Linked DNA regions of Mus musculus: region 1 is linked to region 2. The links are chromatin contacts, called in public HiChIP or PLAC-seq maps. All regions are on one chromosome and are shown on one strand. Each heading gives the region's core, a stretch centred on a gene start, on an enhancer-like site or on the middle of the called end of the contact. The rest is flanking DNA. Distances are from core to core; before and after follow the strand shown. Region 1 holds the start of Asprv1 (aspartic peptidase, retroviral-like 1). Region 2 holds the start of Pcyox1 (prenylcysteine oxidase 1).

The links. HiChIP or PLAC-seq counts read pairs in DNA pulled down with a chosen protein or histone mark.
Region 1: a contact with region 2 is called in an H3K4me3 HiChIP or PLAC-seq map of embryonic stem cells, with 2.1 times the contacts expected there. The contact joins the promoter of Asprv1 here to the promoter of Pcyox1 in region 2. A contact is called at or near these places in 1 of 39 promoter capture datasets (cranial neural crest), 3 of 115 datasets of contacts at active chromatin or transcription factors (all in embryonic stem cells) and 1 of 9 other capture datasets (liver).

The regions. Positions count from the first base shown.
Region 1 is chr6:86,624,698-86,629,636 of GRCm38.p6, forward strand. Asprv1 (aspartic peptidase, retroviral-like 1) reads left to right here and starts at 3,477. Exons shown (of 1, transcript NM_026414.2): 1 at 3,477-4,939. The coding sequence starts at 3,477. The coding sequence ends at 4,496. Gm46963 reads left to right here. Exons shown (of 4, transcript XM_017321863.1): 3 at 455-678; 4 at 3,074-3,161. The coding sequence ends at 3,144.
Region 2 is chr6:86,393,607-86,399,240 of GRCm38.p6, forward strand. Pcyox1 (prenylcysteine oxidase 1) reads right to left here and starts at 3,544. Exons shown (of 6, transcript NM_025823.4): 1 at 3,367-3,544; 2 at 2,308-2,514; 3 at 803-977. The coding sequence starts at 3,478.

The sequences.
Region 1 (4,939 bases), core at 2,227-4,726, 230 kb after region 2:
TAACCCACCTTCCTTGCTGCCTTGAAAAGCTCTAGGTCACAGTCTGACAGGAGCTGCAAGGAGTCCTGTGTAGCCCAGGTTTGCCTTGGCCTTTCCTGAGCCTCCTTTTCTAGGCCAAGCCTCGAGAAGAACACCGCCACCCCCAAGGTGTCACCTGCTGTGCCTCCTTGTTCAAAACACCTCTCTCTCTTCTTGCCATTCCTGCTTGCCTGCATGCTGTGGAGGCCCGGGCCTCTTTCCCAGCCTCTACCAAGATGTTATCAGGAATCAGGATCCGTTTAGAGAGGCTTAGGTGCTAGGTGTGGTGGCTCACATGGGGACCACTGTGGGTTTGAAGCCATCCTGGGCTGTAGCGTGAGTTTCAGGACAGCCTGGACTACAGAGTCTGTCTCAAAAAGAAAACAAATTAATAAATCCATAAATAAAAACAGGATTTTCTCCACTTCCCACCAAGGCCCTCGGGGACCCTGAGGAACTCTGTCCTGGACTCCTTGTTAAGCTGGCGACTCCGCTGCGGAAAGCGGAGAACGGAAAACGGCCAAGAGAACTCCTGGAGCTGGGTCAGAATCTACATGAGGGGGTGGAAGGCGGAGGCTCCATATGCCCTGCCTGTTTATTGTCCTGGTCTGTCTCTTCTTGGGTCAAGTTCAGTGTGCCTGCTTCAAAGTACACTCAGAGGTACTCACGAGCTAATAAGGGCGTTCCTCCCTAGCCCCAATACCTGTCTATATTGGTCAATAATTACACTTGATGTCCTGGGTTCTGGCAGGAGGTAGTGGCTCTCACCTTCCTGATGAGTTTGGGTCCTCCGTCTTGTTCCGATGACTAGCCAAAAATTAGCTAGCAGTCACAGAAACCATGTGGCTCTGGCAAAGTAACTGGTACCTGGAAGCCACCGGCCACAAGCCATGGCCACCTAAGCACAGGCACTAGGGACGTGTTTGGGGGTCTGGAGGTGGGATGAGTGTGGGGCTGGAGCCTGTTATGAGTTCATGCAGGGATAAATCAGTTTTTAAGGGGGGGGGGGATCCAAAATTGGCACTTGCCATTTTCTGTGGCGTCAACAGTCCACTGCATCCAACTTCAAGTCATGAATCCACTTAGCTGGTAACTCAGAAACTTCCTGAGCCTTTAGTAATCAGCTCTTGCAGCTATCTGCCATGGTCACTGACCTGTACAGAGGCCGTCAATGGCACAAGTCCTCAGGGTTCAGGGCAGCCCTTCTACACCCGCTCCATCTCTGTCTCCGTGTTGTGACTGTGCTGGACCAAGAGATCTGGCTTCCACATGGAGAAGTGTGGTCTGAGGATTCCATCTCACTGCTTTCCACCCTTACTCTCCCTTCCCACAGCCACATCCCCACTCCTCCCCACCTCCAGGGCTGTGCAAGGTGATGTCCTCTGAAGACCCCGCTCACTCCCCAGGACGTCAAGCCTATCCACGAGCATTTCTCTGGCAGAAGGGGCTTCCCGGTCCTGTGGGTGGCTAGGCCCTGTCTCAGGACACGTGTGGTTCATTGCACAATTGCCTCAGAGACCCACCTTCTCCTTTCCAGCAATCAATTCCACTCCCTTGGGATTCTGGTATGCCACCCTGGCCCCACCTCAGTCAGGCAGCTGTGATGAGAGGTGTTTACCAAATGCATCTCTGTTGGCTCACCGGGTCAGGCGGGAGGTGCTGAGGGGCTTGCCGAGTGGTGGGGACCCTGGGGCTGTACAGAGGCAGGACAGAGGCCTCAGCTAGGTGCTGAGTGAATGATGGATGGTCTGAGAGACAGGGGCAGGCTCAGTCAGGTGCAACAGCCACAGGTGACCCACTGACTTGTTCTGACCTCCCACTCTGTGACTGCATATAGCTGGCCTGGGGCCCTGCAGAGCCCACCCTGTGTCCCAGGATAAGTTTCTAAAAGAGCAAGAGACAGTCATGAATGTCCAGTTGGTGTGCCCTAGCTTTGGTTCATTACAGGAGGACTTGTGAACAAACATAAGAGAGTATAACAGAACATGTGTTCAGCCAGAGGTATGTTCTCATGCCGGGGCAGGGTAGAGAACTCCTTGGAAAAGATAACATATGAACACTGACATAAAACTGGGATCCTTCTACAGTCCCTGTTTCATGCACAGGCCAGCTTGAGCCCTTGAGCCCACAGATTTACTCTGTGATTGTCGGGGACACAGTCAGGACTGTCCATGACCCCAACAGTGGAGGGGGTAAGGTGTCACCATGGTAAGCTCCTCTGGCCAGAGCCACCCAGGCCCTCTCCACTAAGCACAACTCCATTGAATCTCGGCTGCTTTTCAGATGAGGTGTGTGAGAGAGAAGGGTTGGAGCCCAGGGAGCTGGGAGGGAGGGTGGGAGCTCTTGGAGGACCTCCTAGAAGGCAGGGAGGCCACAGAGAGAGGATACAGTACTCAAGGAGCTGGGCACAGGGCCCGTGGAGACCTGGAGTCTGATCCTGAACTCAGGACGTCGCTCCCTGAAGTTCAAGATTTCTGCCTACCTACTTCTGGTTCCCATAGGCAGAGGCCTAGCCCCACCGTGGGCTGCCTCCAAGTTAGGAGTGCCCAGTAAAGAAGATGACCACAGTAAAATATGCTTATATAAAAGTGCTATGTATGAGGGAGGGTCCTAACTCACTTAGAACCAATCTGTGGCCAGGATGGTGAGGGGGGCCCTTCTGTGAGGCTGAGGCAGAATAGTCGTAAGTTTAAGGCTAGCCAGAGCCACACAGGAAGACCCTGTCTCAAAAAAGCAAAATAGATAGATGATAGACATGCAGATAGCTAGATAGATAGTAGATAGATACATGATTGATAGATCTTAGAGACAGGTAAATAAATAGCAGATATAAATAGGTTGATATATGGTATGATAGAAGTTGGAGACAGATACAGATAGGTGGATACCTAAGGATACATAATAGATGATAGATAGACACGCTATGAATAGGCGATTGAGACAGACAGGCAGACAGAGGTATACATAGGTAGGTAGAAAGGTGGACTACGGGCAGATAGGATGATAGATTTTTATGCTTTTTTGACTCTGGATCCCTCTCTGTTCTCTTCTCCAGGGAATTGTACAGGATCCGCAGTTAATTTAGAATGTATGAGTCACCTTATCAGTGCAGGCTGTGAGAGATGAGTGACTGCAGATGCCTTCTCTTTGCCCCAAGCAGTGATGGGGTGAGGCCAAAGGGGTCCCCTCTTCTGAAACAGGTAGAGACCTGCTTTCTGTCTCCTCTTCTCTAATGATAAACATCTGAATGTCATCACACCTGTATCCTCATCTGGGCTATTCTAGGGCATAGGCTGGGGAGGGTCCCGAGGCTCCATCCCCTGACCCGGGCTGTCTTACTCACTGGGTGGGCTGGCAGGTGTCCCGTAGGTACTGAGGGTGAGGCACCAATCCTGCTAGTCAGGCAAGATGCTGGCAGGAGGGCGGGGCTAGGGGTGGAGCTTCTAGAACAAAGGAGAATGAGGAACCCTGGGGGCCCAGGTTGGGCATCAAAAAGGCCCCTGCAGAAGAAGCAGAACACAGCCTGCCTCTGTGCCCAGCAGCCAGCCAGACACTTTGTACCGGCTCCCTTCAACTCGTCCAGGCAGGGCAAGAACACGGCCCAGCCGACAGAGCCCTCGCTCTCCAGCGTGATTGCGCCCACACTCTTCTGTGCGTTTCTTTACTTGGCTTGTGTTACTGCTGAACTTCCAGAGGTGAGCAGAAGGATGGCCACCAGCGGAGTCAGAAGCAAGGAAGGACGCCGGGAGCATGCCTTCGTCCCAGAACCTTTCACTGGTACTAACTTAGCTCCCAGCCTTTGGCTGCACCGCTTTGAAGTCATTGATGACCTCAACCATTGGGATCATGCCACCAAACTGAGGTTCCTGAAAGAGTCGCTCAAGGGAGATGCCCTGGATGTCTACAATGGACTCAGTTCCCAGGCCCAGGGCGATTTCAGTTTTGTGAAGCAAGCCCTCCTGAGGGCCTTTGGGGCCCCTGGGGAGGCCTTCAGTGAGCCCGAAGAGATTTTGTTTGCCAACAGCATGGGTAAGGGCTACTACCTTAAAGGGAAGGTTGGCCATGTGCCTGTGAGATTCCTGGTGGACTCTGGGGCTCAGGTGTCTGTGGTTCACCCCGCCTTATGGGAGGAGGTCACTGATGGTGACCTGGATACTCTTCGTCCTTTTAACAATGTGGTCAAAGTGGCCAATGGGGCAGAGATGAAGATCTTGGGTGTGTGGGACACAGAAATTAGCCTGGGCAAGACAAAGCTGAAGGCCGAGTTTCTGGTGGCCAACGCCAGCGCAGAAGAGGCTATTATTGGCACAGACGTCTTGCAGGACCACAATGCCGTGCTGGACTTCGAACACCGCACCTGCACCCTGAAGGGGAAGAAGTTCCGCCTGCTCCCTGTCGGGAGCTCCTTGGAGGATGAGTTTGACCTGGAGCTTATTGAGGAAGAGGAGGGGTCTTCTGCACCGGAGGGCTCCCACTAAGAAACCCCATTTCTTGTTCCCAGCATTGGTAGGGGGACTTTGTGTTGGGGGGAGCAGATGTCCTGGGGGGTATCATCCGGCCTAGCCAGTCTTTACACCGGTTCTCAGTTTCCCTCCTTCTACAGGGGCCTTGCTTTGCCTTTGTTTGGGGAGGGAGGCCAGCTTGGTGGCCTAAAGCAGTGTCCCCAAGGTCTGCAAAGACTTCCAAGGCTGGCAGGAGCTTCTGAGGAAGCCAGGAATGTCAATCTTGAGAGAGGACCCTTTTAGATCCCCTGAAGTATGGCTCAGTCACTTTCACGTCCCCAAGCCTGCTGAGCTGAGCCTGGTCTTGGCTAAGACCCTCACAATCCAGATGCTTGGAGGAGACTGGCAGCTGCTCTGGGAGTCCTCCCTGAGTCCTCCCACCTGCACAAGGATGCTCCCTCCTGTCCTGTCACTTGCCT
Region 2 (5,634 bases), core at 2,294-4,793:
GTGCATATGCACTTGTACACACACACACACACACACACACACACACACACACACACACAGAGAAGATAAAGACATGGCTGAAGAAGATAAAGACATGGCTGAGGAAAATACTGTATGCCGACTCCTGTGTGCACTCACATACACAGAGGCAAATGGATGGATACACCTACAGAGAAGTGCACGCACACCAAACCCCAAAGCCACACTTCACCTCAGTTTACCTTTCCTCCAAGCTCTTGTGCTCAGGATCTCACTCACCAGCACGAGGCAGGCACTGAGACTGAGTCTCCAGTCAGCCTGGGAGGCAGCTCCAGCTTTGGCATTTCCTAGGTGGGTGGCTTTCCACACTTAAAGCCTGGACATCTCCATTCTCCCCATGTGCAGAAGGCTGCCGAGCCGACTGACTGCCATGAGAACTCATGCTTTTTTTTTTTTTTTTTTTTTTTTTTTTTGGTGGTCATTGTCGTTGTTCAGACTAAACTTCCGAATCATGCTTTGCCCATGTTTCTTTAGTGTTGCCAGACACTCTGAGATTCTACACAAAGTCAACTCCTTAAATGAGATGGTCGGGCGTGCCAGGCAAGTGTCCTACCACTGAGCCACATCTCAGCCCTCGCCAAGTACAATTTAGAAGCAAACACGTATGATATATTCAGATCCCAAGTAGGATGATGATCTGTATGATGTCTGCGAAAACGTTTTGCCTAATGAGGTGGTGATGAGGTAGAGCTGGTGCAGGAGACTAACCCTGTCACGCTCCCGGGCCGACAGATCTTAGATCCACCAGAGGCTGAATAGTTACCTCATGAACTTGTCCAACAAGTCTTCTACCCACATGTGCATTCTGAGGGACTGAAACCCATAGCGCCACACCAGCTTAATCACGTTGATTACAAACCAGCTGCTCTCCTCAAACACCAGAGACTTTCCATTGTACACGCCCACCAGGCCACCTGAAGCGGGAACACTGGAGAGACCTGCCAAAACAGAGGGAGGGGCTCCAGACACGGCTCTGTGGTTAAGGGCCCTTGCTGCTCTTATAGAGGACCTGGGTTCAGTTCCGAGTACCCATGTCAGGCGGCTCACAACCACCTGTAACTCTTGCATGGATATATCCCCCCACCACCACCCACCCACCCCCCCCCCACACACACAGATACATAATTTTAAAAATAAATAAATAAATCTTGAAATGATACAAAACAAGACAAAGCTAGAGGAAAGGTAGGCCAGTGATTTCTACACTGGTCCAATGAAAAGGGAATTTGGGAGACCTGTTAGGGACTTTCTGGACTGAGTGACTTAGGGGCCATTCCCAGGTCTCAGGAAACACATTAGAGTTCTATTTTTAGAACAGTGTGGACACAGGACTGACTGCTCGATCCACAAACTGACACAGCAGGAGATGGGTCAGAAAATCTCATACCTGTACCAAACTAAACCCACTAGTCTCAGTCATGGAGAAGAAAGCCTCTGCCAGGGCTGGGAAGGGCACCCGAGGAGTAAGAGAGGTCCCATCCTACGCAAGCCTCAACTTTGCAAAACTGGGAAACTCAGGTAAATGGGAAACGGCCAGAGTTACACAATATTCCCTAAGAGAAGGCTTGCACAGGCCTGCCAGCCTTCCCCGAACATGGCCCGCTCCTCTGCCGACAACGTGTCAGTCATGTGTCCCCGTGAGTACATGTCTGAACCCTGTCTGAACGACTTCAAGCCAAGTGTTGGAAGCCCATGGATCTCATTTTCTCAGCAGCAGAATGAGCTAAAAACACTCTGCTAGCTCAAAGCACTCTGATTTCTCAACCCAAAGCCTGAAGTTTAAGAACTGACAACAGGGGGCTGCAACATGGCTCAGCCCCAAATGGACTGCACCTGGGTTCAATTCCTGAGACCCACACAGTAGAAGAAAAAGAACTGACTGGATCAATTGTCCTCTGACCTCCATACACACCCTGTGGCACTCAGACCAACACCCCCACCCCACAGTTATACAAAATAAATAGCTAAAATATAACTTTTAAAAAAATTTTTTTTAATTTTTTTTTTAAAGAATTAACAGCAACAGCCACCCTCACTCAACCCCATGGCTGTAATTCCAGAGAGCTGATGCCACACAGATAGCTTAGAGTCTCATTACAGGAGAGTGGCTCGATGCTAAGCTGGGACCAACTGCTAAACCCCACAGCAAGAGAAACAGTTTCACCAACTTCTCTGTAGAAGACAAGGCAGAAACATCAGTTCTCTGTGTTAGGAAAACACATACGGCCAGTCACACATAGTGTTGCTTAGTGCTATGAAATCACATACCCAGCTCTTTGACAAATCGCTTCATGTGCAAATTTAGGGGGTGAATGACTGAACCCCCTGCCTCGTAGTCATGACCTTGCACCTTCAAAGTGGCCAAACGGCCCCCGACCTCTTCTCTCTCAAACACGTCAATCTTCACGTCCTTCCCAAATTTCTTCCTTAGATAATAGGCGGAGGAAGTACCACCGATTCCAGCACCGACTATTGCTATACGGAGGGGGGGAAAGGAAAAGAGGAACCGTTTGTTTCCCCTCCTATCAGTGTTGCTTTTGTTTTTGAAAAGCCATTAACCAATAATAGCCATTACTCAAGACTAAAACTAACAGCTTGGGGAAACCTGAGGGAAGGGGTTCTCTTTAAAGACAGACTCCCTGAACCTAGACAGGTGCTATAGATGAAGTTACAAACTGACAGTTGGTCAAAAGATGCCCAAAGGTTCTCCCAGGTCTTTGTGGAGGCACCACCGGACCCAGGGACCCTGCTGTGCCCAATTCCTGGGGAAGTATGAATGGGCCCCTCCAGCACGCATTTTAAATAAAGCAGACGCCATCTTCGCCCAGCTTTGTTCTTTGTCTCTCTATGGCCCCAACACCATTAACGATCCCGAAAGACACAGCTTCAGATGGGAATAGACACCCAGGAATGAAAACCCGAGGCAACCAAAGCCACGAAGAGACCGGGTTCTCCAGCTAGCTGCAGCAGTTGCAGTAAGCAGAGCGCAGGTGCGGGGAGGCGGTCCCAGTCCTTCTCGGGGGAGGGGATCTGGAGGTAGGGGAAGAGAGACTGGTCCCAGTGCAGAGTCTGCGTGCCCCAATCGGCCGGACAAACAGACTTAGCTCCAGGGACAGCTAGAGGCGGGCTCTTGAGGGCGTTCAGCTGCTAGAGCCGAGGGCCTCCCAGGCTGGAGCTGCACGGATACCGAGTCCCTGGCTAGCACACGCCTCCAGTGGCACTCCTCCAGACTCGGAGCGCACGGCCCGGTCTCCGGACCCCGATCTCCACCCAGCCCTGGGAAGACCGACCTAGGCATCGCCGCGCCTCTGTATCCCCCGCACCTACCGATCCTGTTCGGCGGGGCCCGGGGCTCGGCGCTCGCCAGACTGCCCAGACCACATAGCAGCAGCCCCAGCCAGAACAGTGAGCCCACCAATGCAGCGGCGAAGCGCCCCATGGCCTCCCGCAGCTGCAGACTGACCGCGGGTCCGCCAGCAGACCCTGCTCTATGCGTCTGCGCGCTTTCGCCCCGCCCAGACCACGCCCCAGAGCACACGACCACGCCCACTCGTCCCACCCAGGTCCTTTGCTCCCCAGGCTCGCCGATTTTGTGTTATCTAATCCTGGTCCTCTGTGCCCCCGAAGTACACTCTGGTCCCAGAAGCCCACATCCAAGGCGCAGGTTGAGGGCCACCTCAGCTCTCCTTTCCCGCCTCTCCTGAAGATGCATCCTTCTTCACAAGTGCCCTCTACAGTCCCCAAAATCGCGAGCTTGTAGAGAATGCACGTGGCCAATCTCAGTCTAAACCAGGCAAACCGGCCGCAAACATTTCTAAAGTGAGCACTTTGTTCCAGGGACTCAGCTGCGTGATAAGAAAAGGAAGAGAGATGGGGTATTGTGAAGTAAGAGGAGCAAAACACGGGACCCACGTCCATACGAATAAAATTAGAACACCAAAGTGGCCTCTCACATACGGTCTGTTTCCAAGTTGAAGACACTAGAGAAGACACAAAAACAAGAAATGCTGTCTACTTTCCTCCAATTGCCTAAAAACAAAACACTGAGTGTGTATGGGAGAGTGGGGGTGCTGGAGACATGGCTCAGTAGTTAAGAGCACTTCCTGCTATTTATTCCACCGGACCTTCCTCTGGCACACTTGTAAGCATAACAAAATTTTAAGCACTGGAGAAATGACTCAGTGGCTAAGAGTGCTACTGAGTTCTGTTTCTGAGGCTTACAACTGCCTGTGCCAGCAGTGCCAGGGGAACTGTCACCCTCCTCTGACCTTCCAGGGCACCAGAACACACACAAACACATAAATAAAAATAAACATACACACAAGGACAAAGGGATCCTCCCTTCTCTACCTGAGGGATGTGGGTTTATCACCAAAGGCAATTTTAGACATCTTAAGTAAAATTCCTAGGAAGCCATTAGTTTGGCCTGAGCTACTGGGCTGGATGGATGGACAGCATGCCAACTCAATGGGGAATCCCCATCGGAAGCTGCGTGCTACCAGAGGTGAAACTAAATTTTCTGGTTGACCTTCATAGGAAAGGGAGCTGGTGACATGCCTCTGTTAGCAGATCCGAGAACGATGTCCCCTATGCTTCAACCTTCCCAAAGAGCATAACTTCAAAACCAGTCAGCTCTTTGTTTCCAGCTTCTGCCTTCCTCTGCCCTGGGCAGTCTAAAGAGCCAGGCTTCTCCTCCAGATGTAGGAAGAGCTGTGCTATGTTATAGAACAAGGTGTTCTCACTTCTAGTCAGCTGAGACCTGTCAATATCTTGTAGTTTTGGTTTTTCCACAGATCTTTGTTTTTTCAAACAGAATCTCAAGTAACCCTTTCTACCTCTTGTGTGCTGGGATTTCACAAACTTTCACCAGTAAGAAATTCACATAACAAGCCTGACCCCGGAGCCTTTCTCCTGCCATATATTATTTGCCTTCTCTTGGTTTCCAGCCCTAAGAACTCAAACTCTTCTTTGCCACCTTATGCCTTGTCATGTCTCTAAAAACTGACTATCCTTTGAAGGCGACTTGTATCCTAAGCCAGCTTCTGGAGAGCTGTTCATTCCTTGGAGAAGCTCTCAATTTTCTGTCTGTTTTTCTCTTATTTACTGAGACAGAGCTCACTATGTAGCCTCGGCTGGGCTTTAACTCAAAGAGATCTGCCTGCCTCTTGTCTCCTGAGTGCCGAGATTAAAGGGCTATGCCACTGTTTGGGTTATTGTTCTCTTGTTGATGTGGTTTTGTTACAGGGGTCTGTCCTAAATAAGGAATCATAAAAATGAAGAAAATTATTTTTTTCCTCTCCCCTAAACTGATGTCATACTATAAGACACACACGCACGCACACATGCACGCACAGTGTGTACTCAGAATGAATTCTGAGGAGATGGTTCACTGGGTAAAATGCTAGGTTTGCAAGCATGAGAACCTGAGTTCAGATTCCCTAGAGCCCATGAAAAAGATCTGGATTCAGAAGCACGTGACTATAATCCCAAAGCAGAAAGACAGGATGGTCCCTAGGGCTTGCTGGCCAGGCAACCTAACCTAATTGGCAAGCTCCCAGTTTAGTGGGAGACTCTATCTCTAAGGTAAAAGCTGGC